Linked DNA regions of Triticum aestivum: region 2 is linked to region 1. The links are chromatin contacts, called in public Hi-C maps. All regions are on one chromosome and are shown on one strand. The core of a region is the stretch at or near the end of the contact, and the rest is flanking DNA. Distances in the headings are between cores, read along the strand shown.

Evidence for each region. A called contact is a pair of places that touch in the nucleus more often than the background predicts.
Region 2: a contact with region 1 is called in a Hi-C map of leaf, with 10 times the contacts expected there. The contact joins the promoter of LOC123137648 here to the promoter of LOC123137646 in region 1. A contact is called at or near these places in 2 of 5 Hi-C or Micro-C datasets (both in leaf) and 1 of 1 datasets of contacts at active chromatin or transcription factors (leaf).

The regions. Positions count from the first base shown.
Region 1 is chr6B:493,707,460-493,713,405 of IWGSC CS RefSeq v2.1, forward strand. It overlaps LOC123137646 (homeobox-leucine zipper protein ROC5), which reads left to right and starts at 3,746. Exons shown (of 9, transcript XM_044557467.1): 1 at 3,746-4,242; 2 at 4,336-4,574; 3 at 4,677-4,794; 4 at 4,874-5,587; 5 at 5,688-5,789; 6 at 5,892-5,946. The coding sequence starts at 4,141. LOC123134291 (protein ALP1-like) reads right to left here and starts at 3,435. Exons shown (of 4, transcript XM_044553561.1): 1 at 3,121-3,435; 2 at 2,613-2,700; 3 at 509-823; 4 at 1-120. The coding sequence starts at 820.
Region 2 is chr6B:494,044,106-494,050,051 of IWGSC CS RefSeq v2.1, forward strand. It overlaps LOC123137648, which reads left to right and starts at 3,756. Exons shown (of 2, transcript XM_044557470.1): 1 at 3,756-4,182; 2 at 4,868-5,163. The coding sequence starts at 3,899. The coding sequence ends at 4,177. LOC123137647 (E3 ubiquitin-protein ligase At1g63170) reads left to right here. Exons shown (of 5, transcript XM_044557468.1): 4 at 365-529; 5 at 1,983-2,439. The coding sequence ends at 2,159.

The DNA.
Region 1 (5,946 bases), core at 2,496-4,995:
TAAAGGGTCACTTGAGCCTTTTGCATATTGCCCTGTAGCCATGCTAGCTCCAACGATAACCAGCATCTCTTCATAATGTTTAATAGGCTTGTTAAGGAAGGGTTCATCTTCTTTGTGGTCCTTTATAAACAAAGGTAATCATTTTAGCAAGGAATGGGAATACAAATAAATTATAGCAAGTTATAATGCATGAAAGAATAAATTCCAGCAAGCTATAATGCATGAAAGAATAAATTCCAGCAAGATATAATGCATGAAAAAGCTCATTTCAGTAAGGATTTGGATATAAAAGTACTTATCCCATCAAGGAAATGGAGTATAAAGAAGTGCAAGCAAGTGATAATGCATGAAAAAGCTCATCAGCAAGGATTTTGATATAAAATTACTTATTCCAGCAGTGAATGGAGTCATTCCAGCAAAGAAATAGCTCATTTCAGCAAGGATTTGCATATATATATATATATATAACCAAATTCATCAAGTACTAAAAGGGCGGTGAAATAGATACCTTAATGTGGTTTGTGTAATGCTCATGATCAAGAACAATCATAAAGTTCTCTTCATCCCAAAGTGCACCACTCAATGATTTGAGGTGCACTATCTGTTTATACTTCCTCTTCCATGTCCTTGTATGATTTGTGATGTGGGTTCCAATTAAGTCAGTGCGGTTAAAATGTTCATTCATAGCCATGGCACAAGCATTCCAATGTACATTCTTGAAGGCGGTACCGGTTCTATGGCCACCGGTCACCACAGCACATAGGTTCGCTAGCATGTATGATGACATGGTAGGTGTCCATGAAATTTGCCTAGCAGCCATATCCTGAAATTGCAACAAATATTTAGACACAATGAATAAATTTCAGCAAGTATTTAGAGATAATGAACCAATTCAGCAAGCCTTTGGAGATAGAGAACCAATTCAACAAGTATTTGAAGATAAAAAACCAATTCAAGAAGTATTTAGAGATAATAAACCAATTCAGCAAGCATTTGGAGATAAAGAACCAATTCCACAAGTATTTGGAGACGAATAACCAATTCAGCAAATATTACAACGGATAAAATGACATTACAAAGTAATTCCAGCAAAAACAATAGTTCCAACAAGAAAGTACAATAGATTGTCGCAGCAAACTAAATGACATGGTAGCTACTACACGTTTTGATGTTGCATATAGTTTTGTCGGTCTTCCCACATTTGATCAGCAAGGCCTTGCCTAAAGTTAACCATGTATGCATGTTCTTCTGCTTGTCCAGTTGATGTTGAAGCATGAGTGATATTTGGCACCCATTCATCCTCAGGTATGATATATTCATCAATCCCATCATTTAGAACCCAATTTTGAATGATGCAGCAAGCCACAACAATATCTACTTGAGTAGGATAAAGAAAGAATGGAGTGGCATCATCAAGAATTTTGAATCTTCTCTTCAATGACCCAAATGCACGTTCTACGGTTGTGCGAAGAGAAGAATGCCTAAGGTTGAACAGCTCCTTCTCATTTTGCACAGGATTGTTTCCCCACTCATTCAAATGGTACCTCACACCACGAAAAGGTGGCAAGAACCCTGGTTTGACTCCATATCCAGCATCAACTAGATAAAATTTTCCTAAGTATGACAAACATTTGGGTTACTTACATATATACCAAAATCTCATTGACAACATGTATCTACACAGTTAATCTATTACCTTGTGGGACACGTAGACCGTTTTCACGTATTAAAGCATCACGTAAAACTGTAGCATCATGTGCTGTCCCTTCCCAACCAGCCAACACATATGTGAATCGAAGATCAAAATCAACAGCCGCCATCACATTTTGAGTAGTATGTTTCTTTCTACCACGAAAGGCAGGCTCCATATCAGGAGTAACAGAGGCACGTACATGTGTGCCATCAATAGCTCCAATACAATCCTATTTGATGGAAATAACACCCAAAAAAATTAGGATCTAAACAGATTTGTTTCTACAATGACAAAATGTAGTTGTCACTCAATCTCATACCTTAAAGTATGGATCCCACCGGTAGTTTCCTTCTACTTTGGTTTGAGTCTCCAATGAAGGCTTCCTAATAAGGTCATCTCGAAGCTCACCAATTGCATGGAGTACTCTATGGAAATACCGGCTAACAACTTCCCCGGATCTACCGAAATTCCCTCCAATTACCCTATTCCTGACATTATGACCAATGGTGTGCAAAAACATTGCTACTTGTTGCTCAATAGACATATGGACTGTGTCTTTTAGCAAATTGCGATCTCTAAAGAGTTGACAAAACCGAAAGAATGGTGCCCTCCGAAGCCTGAGCATGTTCACACTAGTTGTATCATTTTTCCATACTTTGTTATCAAAGTACTCTCTTCTCATCCTATCTCTCTCATCGATTGGGGCATATGTAATTGCTTCTCTCCTTTTTCTTTTTCTAGATTGAACAACCAAAGCTATCATATTGATAAACCATTGTGCCACTGCCGCACAAATTAACATCTTTGTCTTTTTGTCCATCTACAATATAATAGTACAAATGATATAACTTCAGCAGGAACAAGTCAACATGTACATCCTCTGTCAAGCAGTACATAGGAGGAGCAGTTAACAAGTTACCTTAGATTTTGGAGAGAAAATCAACGATAGGAAGATGTAGTAGTCCCTGACTTCCCTGTCGCCTTTGACCTGCCTTTGACCTGAGCTACTGCAGCACAAAGAAACAACAAAAAAAGATTAGCATGTTGGATAGAAAATCAATGGAGAAAGCACACATCAGTACATCTGGCCGCCGCAGTACACAAAGCAAGTTTGGCTGCAGAGCTAGCAAGATCCACGCAGCAAGCAGGGCCAAGCAGCTAGCAGGCCGGCGTACCGCGCACAACATCTGCTCTCACGCGGCGCACAGCATGCGCACTTGCCGGACAGATGCAGGGCCGGCGCAGCACCCGCGCACGGGGCGCACAGCAGGCGCGCCGGCCGGAGAGAAGCAGGGACGGCGCCGCTATCCTCAGGCCTCCGGCGGCCGCGCGCGGCACTCACCTGGCTGGCCGCCGCCACCATGACCTCTGATGGCAGATGAGGAGCGGAGGAAAAGAAGGAGAGAGCCACGACGCTGCGCACTCACCGCCGTCGTCGGGCTTCGATCTGCTGGCGCCGCTACGCACTCACCGCCGTCGTCGGGCTTCGATCTGCCGCCGCCACTGGACAGGAGAGAAGTGAAATGGAAAGGGGAAAAGAGATAAGGTTGCCCTTTTGTGGGAGGCGAATGAAACGAGACGGCGCTGAAAAACGTTTCACGGGCTCCCTTCGCGCCCCCCGCGCGCGCGGGATGCCCACATCCGCGAGATTTTCGCGGACCCGCGGAGCCGAGTTTTGGACGAATATTCGAAGCATCTAGCCATCCCTATCCCAACTCGCCCGTGAAACAAACGACTGCTATCCACTTAAAAAACTGCTATCCCTGTCCCATGGAGGGATAGCCCAGCATCCAAACGCATCCCAAAGGAGCCGCTGCGCTGGTCGGGCCAGAGGAGCTAGCACACGACGCCGTGGAGGCGGGGACGAAACGGGCCCGGACCGGACGGCCCTCCGCGGCTCCGCGCAAGAAAGTAAGCGGAGCGCCGGAAGGCAACAAAAAACAGGCACCGCACCGCCCGTTTGACTGCGCTGCATCAGCGTCAGCGCCTCGCGTTTCTCCCCACCCCTTTTCCGTGCGTCCACACCCGGGGAGTCCTCCCCCCATCGCCCCCCTCGTATCGTCGTCTTGCCATTTTGACCCTCCCGTTCCCATCCCCCCGTGCATAAAGCTTTCTTTAATCGCCGGCTCTCGCTCGCTCGCCCGCCTCGCCCTCGCCTCTCCTCCCTTATTCTAATCCTCCCCTCGCCGTGGAGGGTTAGGGTTTTGAGGAGGAGCCTAATCTCGTAGAAGTAGCAGTGGTAGTAGAAAGAGGGTGGCCGAGGCGAGGCGGGGCGAGTCTCTCTCTCTCTATATCTCCACCCCGTCCAGAGCCGCGGCCGAGGATTCGGGTCGTGAGGTGTGCAGATCCAGGCGCAGGCCCTTTTTGGGACACAGGATAGAGACGGTGAAAAGGCGACGCGGGTCTGCACTCGTGTCGTGTCTGCTCCTCCCGGGGGACGTGGGAGGATGAGCTTCGGGGGCCTCTTCGACGGCGGCGGCGGAGGCGGCGGCATGCAGTTCCCTTACGCCGGCGCCTTCTCGTCCTCGCCCGCGCTCTCCCTCGGGCTGGTACGCGTTCGGCGCTCGTCACGGCCGGAACGCTCTTTCGCTTTGCTTCACCTTGCCGTGGTGGGTGATTGGTGGAGTTTTTTACGTTTTCAGGACAACGCCGGCGGCCGAGACGGCGGCATAGGCGGGCGGATGTTTGCTGACGGCGCGGGCGGCGCGATGGCCAGGGACGCGGAGGCGCAGAACGACAGCCGGTCAGGGAGCGACCACCTGGACGCCATCTCCGGCGTCGGCGACGACGACGACGACGCCGAGCCCAGCGGCAGCAACCCCCGCAAGCGGAAGAAGCGCTACCACCGCCACACGCCGCAGCAGATCCAGGAGCTCGAAGCGTAAGAGCCACCGCCCAAAGCTATTTGCATCCACCTTCTCTCTCCGCCTTTTTCCTCTTGTCCTCTCATGCATGGGTTCGTCGTCCTCTCCGCCTCGTGTAGGCTGTTCAAGGAGTGCCCCCACCCGGACGAGAAGCAGCGCGCAGAGCTCAGCAAGAGACTCTCCCTCGACGCGCGGCAGGTCAAGTTCTGGTTCCAGAACCGCCGCACGCAGATGAAGGTAGATTTACCATCCGCGATCCATTTCTCATTTGGCCCGTGGTCTCGTGCGAATCCTGACGCGTCGTTTCCGAGCCCAGACGCAACTGGAGCGGCACGAGAACGCGCTGCTGAAGCAGGAGAATGAAAAGCTGCGCACGGAGAACCTGACCATCAGGGAGGCCATGCGCACCCCAATGTGCGGCGGCTGCGGCAGCCCGGCCATGCTTGGGGAGGTCTCCCTGGAGGAACAGCACCTGCGCATGGAGAATGCACGGCTCAAGGACGAACTCAACCGTGTCTGCACCCTCGCCACCAAGTTCCTCGGCAAGCCCGTGTCCCTTCTGTCGCCACTCCAGCTGCAGCCACACCTGTCGATGCCCCTGCCGAACTCGTCACTGGAGCTAGCAGTCGGGGGAATCGGTGGCATAGGGTCTATGCAGCCTTCGATGCACGGTATGATGAGTGAGTATGCCGGGGGTGCCTCAAGCTCGATGGGCACCGTGATCACACCAGCACGGGCAACTGGGTCTGCTTTAGCATCGATGGTGGACATTGACAGGTCTGTGTTCTTGGAGCTTGCAATCAGTGCAATGGATGAACTTGTCAAGATGGCACAGACCGATGATCCTTTGTGGGTTACGGGATTGCCTGGTTTTCCGGACAAGGAGTCACTCAACTTTGAGGAGTATCTCCACTCCTCCCAGCATTGCATTGGCATGAAGCCTGCCGGATTTGTGTCTGAGGCCTCTAGGGAGTCCGGCCTGGTCATCATCGACAATAGTGTTGCCCTTGTAGAGACCCTTATGGACGAGGTTCGAGCTCATACCTTTTCCCCGTCATACATTTGTTCCTATTTATAAAAGGTGGTTATATTATGCTTAGTATGCTGATGTTGCTCCATTCATTTCACAGAGGCGGTGGTCCGACATGTTCTCATGTATGATTGCTAAGGCCACAATCCTTGAGGAGGTGTCTAACGGCATTGGTGGAAGCAGAAATGGAGCATTGCTGCTAGTAAGTGCCTAACAGTCCCCAGTGTCCATCGTATGCAAGGTGTCCACACATGTGACCTCTGAGTCTGAGTTGCTAATTTTTACTTGTTTTTTCTTGCAACAGATGAAGGCTGAGCTACAGGTGCTCTCACCTCTGGTACCCATAAGGGAGGTTATTT
Region 2 (5,946 bases), core at 2,506-5,005, 340 kb after region 1:
AATTGAAATATTAAAGTGGTTTCTGTTGTGTTGGTATATGTCTTATAAATAGTTTTTGTTATTGTTGTCCAACTGTTGCCCACTTCCGAATCCTGTTGATGAATCCCAATGACAAGTGGAAGTGCAGGTGTGCCACCTGTCTCAACTGAGTCTGGTTGGCATATGGGTACTAGTTCCCTGATAAATGTCTTCTGAACTTATATTGATATTGTTTAATTGCAGACTGATAGTTCTGATTCCTAGCTTCTCTTAATACTTTTTGGGCTTGCATTACATTTGTATAGTCTGCCTACACAAAAATGAAGCATAAACCTTTTTCATCAAGTAGACAGACACACTTTTTTTCACAATCTGTTTATACTAGGAGGGAGCTTCTGAAGATGACATTCGCCAAATTCCGAAATACAAATTTCGGAGGATGGGCGAGCCTGAAAAGCAATCTGTCACCATGACTGAATCTTCTGGTGGAATAATGATAGAGTGTGGTACTAACCAACCTATTGAGAAAGTACTTGCAGCTGAAGATGCAGTAAGTTCGCCACCTTTTGTCCTTGAAATGTATAAATTTATTTGCCAAACTGGTTTCTGCTTATGTGAACAATTTGTGGAACCTACTTTATTATACCGACTTACTCCGTGATTTTATATGATATATTTACATGTATGAAACTTGGGAGAAAAAATATATTTGCTACTCCCTCCTTTCGTCTATACAAGGCTACTTAGTCTTGTCTCAAGTCAACTTTGTTTTAAGTTTGACCAAGTTTGTAGAAAATATATTCACATCTACACTACCAAATCAGTATCACGAGATCTATCAGGAATTTTTTTTCTGTAAAGTTTATTTAGTATTGTATATGTTGATACTTTTTCTATAAAGTTGGTCAAACTTAGAAAAGTTTGACTTAAGACAAGACCAAAAGGAGGGTGTATATCACAGTTTTTCACGGAGGCCAGCTTAGCTACAAAACTACGAAATATTTCCCTTAAATAACTAAATATTGGGAAATGCAAAAGGTGTTATGCTGTGAATCCTCGCTGCAAATATCCAGATGGAGAGGAATTTCAAGCTGTAGTGTGGTGGGCCCACTTACTAGAACTGTGGAACTCATTTATCCCATTAATATGGTATCTGAGTCTAAATTTGATATCGTAAATCATAAAGAAATTAGAAAATATGCAAGGTCTTGTCTTACATTTGTTTCTTTCGTACTGCTTCCACACCACACTTCCGTTTTCGGTTTTGCCGAAGTAAAACCACCTCAACTGCCCCACGTCTTATTGGCTTACCAGATAAACCCATGTTTTCTTTGGCAAGCCAATAAGTACTGATTCTCTTCCTACTTCAAAATATGCAAGGTTCCGTCTTACGTCGTTTTCTTCGCCCTCCCTTCCCGCTCCACCTCCGTTTTCGGTTTTGCTGTTTTTTCTTGAAAACTGCCTCAACTTAAACACGTCTTATTGGCTCACCAAATAAAATCATGTTATCTTTGGTGAGTCAAGAAGTACTGATTCAGTTGGAAATACTTTTTTGGTACAAAGCCATATTGCTAATAAAATGGAAGGTAAATCACGGTTACTGTGTACACAATATTTGTGGTCCAATTGCAACGCATGGGCAATTATCTAGTCATAAACAAATGAACCTATGCTTACTATTAATTGACTTGTACATTTTGATAAAACATGTTTATAGTCTTTGTAGCGATTGCTTTTCTTTGTGCACATAACAAATCCTTGCACATACACCTAGGTTTTAGCGTCAAAATTACTTTGTTCCGAATGGTTTTTTGTTGTACTAGAAACCAGATTAATGAATTATCAGCTCTTTAGCTGAAGTGCATTTCTTTTAGCACCATCATCCTGAGCCTGTTGGTCCTGTTTCAGCTTAAGTGCTTTATCTGTGCATTGCTTCTGCTTTTCTGTGAGCTCATATACTAACTTTATTTTGAAATGATTCATCATCTACTTGGTCGATGCAGGAGTGCTGCATCTGCCTTTCAGTGTATGATGATGGCGCGGAGCTGCGTGAACTCCCTTGTGGCCACCATTTCCACTGCGCTTGCATTGACAAGTGGCTTCACATCAATGCAACTTGCCCTTTGTGCAAGTTGAATGTGCGGAAAAACAGCAGCAGCAGTGGTAGTGAAGAAGTATAAATCTCCAAAATCCAAGTATTCGACGGGCGACTCATGTCACGACAACGGTACTTATCCATGATAAACTCCTGATTGTGAATTTGAGCGCCCTAGCTAATATAACAAAGGAAGTATGATTCATGTTAATTTGTGTATTTATATATGGTCATGGTAGTCATTGTGTATTGAAGTTACACATTGTGGTGTATATCAGCTAAAACTGTTTGTTACACAATACCATAGCGTTGTAATCTTGTAAATGCCCATTAGTGAAACCATGTCAAGAAGTCACGTTTGCCTATTTGCTTTGTATAGTGTTGTGTTTGAGAGTTTTGGTGTAGATCTCCTTGATTTATCTCACCCGGTCACTTGGTGAACGTTTGGGATTTGACCAAGGCAAATCAAATGTTTGGATGGCAATTTTTGTGACGCGAGAATGACAAGTTTAGTTAACACGTAGGGCAAATTTCTAGCAAAAAAAAAAGAAAAACACTGAGCACGGTGTTGTCATGCTTGCCAACTAAAATTGTCATCGAAAACATTCGCCATAGCCAAATCCCAAACGTTCGGGCGTTATCGGGGTTCATGAACTATTTATGATTTTCTATATTTTCTCATGTATTTGGGAAGTTTCAAATTTTCCATAATTTGGCCAACCCCAAACTTTAGAATAATTATTCTCAAACTCCTTATCCAGTTGAGCCGAAACTTTTCCACAATATTCATTGTTTAAAATTTTCTAAAATTTATTATTTTCTAGAATTGATTTAAATAATTTTGGAAACTTTGAATTACAGTCAAATTTGGTCAAAATGTGGGCAAAAATTTGAATTTTCATTCAAAATATTTGTGAAAAGTTCAAAGGCCATATATTAAGTAGCATATGCCTTCATACAGAAACTAAAAATGCATCCTAGTCTCTATGAATACTGACGCCTTATTCCTCCTGCATCCACGGTAGTCGGTCAGTTTTTGCAGCATATGGATAATTTGGATGGGGTGACAATTATTAGCGCAAATATTGCGATTACGCAATCAAAGAGAACTTATAAATTTCGACATACGGTTTTTTTTAAGTTGGGGTTCCATATCCTTTTTTGGGGGGTGTTCCGTATAGTTCGCTCAAGATATTTCTCGGGCCCTTTTGAACACGGCATATGCAGTGGAGTGGATCAGGAAAAGCGCAGAACTTTTGTTTAAAGCGCGGCACACTTTTGTCCCCAAGGACTTGCTGCGTAGCCGCCCGTCCGTAACGCTCACTCGCGTCACGCAGACTAAATATCTGCAGGAGATAAGCCCTCAACGGTACATGCGACACGCCGCACGTCGCATTCCTCGTGGCCCGCCAGCCTAGCCTCGCCATGCTGATATGATACGCTTGAAAATGATATTAGATATAGCTAGCGAATACGCACTACTAGTAACAAGTAGGATCAGTACTGGTTTAAGTTTGTACTCTCTCTGTCTGAAAAAATTTGTCCCAAGCTTATCATTTAAATAGATATATCTGACGCTAATTTGATGCTAGATACATCACTTTAAGGGACAAACTTTTTTCAACGGAGGGAGTAACGAGTATATGCACGCCGCGCGTTTACATACGGCCTTGTCGGCTGGCTAGATATTTATTTCGTCCGGGTGGCGTGTGCGGCCCCATATAACGTTCGCCCTTGGCCGTCGTCGAGGAGAGCGAGCCTGCGTACGTCCTCCGCTACCCTCGGGCCGTCCGGCGCGCCCACCCGTACGTGGCCGTGGATCGGATGGACGATCATCTGGCGGTGCTGGCGCGCGGCGAGGGGTGGACGGAGGAGCGGCACGCGGCGTTCCTCAACGGCGTGGAGCGCTCCTTCGTGCAGGAGGTCCTCGTGGGCGCCGCCGGCGTCAGCGAGGAGCGGCGGGCGTCGCGCAGGCTCTGCCACCGGGGGCCGCCGCCCGCCGGCGGCCGCGGCCAGCTCCCGCTGGATCGCCCCCTCCCCGATAGCGCCGTGGAGTCCAACCGCCGGGGACCCTCCCGGCCTGCAGCCCGCGACGCAAAATGACGCAGGTTGGTCGATCTATGACTAGGATCATTCTTTCCTTCCGCAGCAAGCACGCCGGTTATACAACTCCACCACAAAGAACATCAACACGTGTCTCATCCACACGGCTGTACTCGTTGCACGTAACGTTCAGTAAATCGTGAGCGTCTGCTCGCACATGATTTGTTTCGTTTACCTTTTCCACCATAATATAGTCATGGGCTCCCTAAAAAAAAGTATAGTCATGGGCTAAACTTCACAAATAGGGGTGTCACGGTAGGTTCATTTCCTTATTCAAGCTCTACGAATGCATAACATGCCTTTTGCAACAATAAAAAAGAGAACGTATAGCATGCATGCTTATGCATAGATACCATAACATGATGTGTCTCTTACAATTACATGTAGATTTGTTTCTCCATCCAAAATAATTTCAACAAACCGTGCTTTTTATTGACTCATATCGTTGCATCAAGATGATACACATGTACTTCATCCGTCCGGTATTAAATGTCGCTCAAAAGGATGTATCTAGCAGTACTAGAATAAATGTCGCTCAAACAGATGTATCTAGCTCTGAAGTACGCTTAGATAAATCAGTTTGAGCGACAGTTATTTCCGGACAGAGGGAGTAGATCATAAGAGAAGACAAGGTTCGAAAAAAAAGTACTGACATCTCTATTTTTGTTTTTTGCTCTATGTGATTTGCAGGTTGCGTCCCATGAATCTGAAGTTAACAAGCTAGCTAGAGTGATAAGTTTCCTTCTAGGATCGTAGCCTCCAAAGTCCAAAGTTGTATGCGTCGTAGTGGAAGTGGTGTTTTCCAGATCTGTGCAGTCATGCCGATATTTGTCTTTGTCAATGTGCCTTTCATGGCGGGGCATGGTGTGTATGTTGGTGATGCGCTAGTTCATCTTCATTTATCTTAAGGAGCCCTCTTCATAAAATGTGTCCGTTGCTCACCATATGCATGATATTTATGCAACTGTGCAGATCTTTTCCATAAACTTGCCAATCGGTTCGTGGTTGCTATGCAAGGCGGTGCAATATTTTTTAATAAGGTTATCAGTAAGGGAATAAGACTGTAATCACTAAGCAAAAGAATGTGGAATTTCCTATTCCAACGCACATGGGAACGCACTGTTTGGCCGGCCTAACTAGGTCGATTTTCCTCGCTGCGGGGTTGTTTTCTTGGCAAATCCTAAACGGCGCGGCGTCACAGGGAATCGAACCAGCGCCGCGGGGTTCTCTATAGAACGCGCTAACCAACACAGCCAAGCCACCTTCTGTGACTATCTAATTCCTCTTTTCTCTTTACTTCTCACGTGTTTTTCTTTTTCTTTTTTTCTATTGTTCTTTCTTTTTGCCTTTTCTTTTTCTTTTTCCTTTTTCTGTCTTTTTCAAAATCGACGAACTTTTTTTTCAATTGTATGAACTTTCTTTCCAATGAAGTTTTCTTCAAAATACGCCAGCTCGTTTTCTCCAAATTTTGTTCATGTTTTCGAATTTTGTCCACGTTTCAAAAATAGTTTTGAATTCCAAATTTTTGTTCACCGTATTGAAGAAAAATGTTCACCATACATTGAAAAAATGTTCAGTATGTATAAAAAAATGTTCATCATGTATAGAAATTTTGTTCAGCATGCATTCAAAAGGAGTTCATCGTATTTAAAAAAAGTTCTATGTGTATTTGAATATTGTTCACCATACATTGAAAAGATGTTCAGTGTGTATAAAAAAATGTTCATCGTGTAGAGAAAGTTTGTTCAGCATGCATTCAAAAAAAGTTC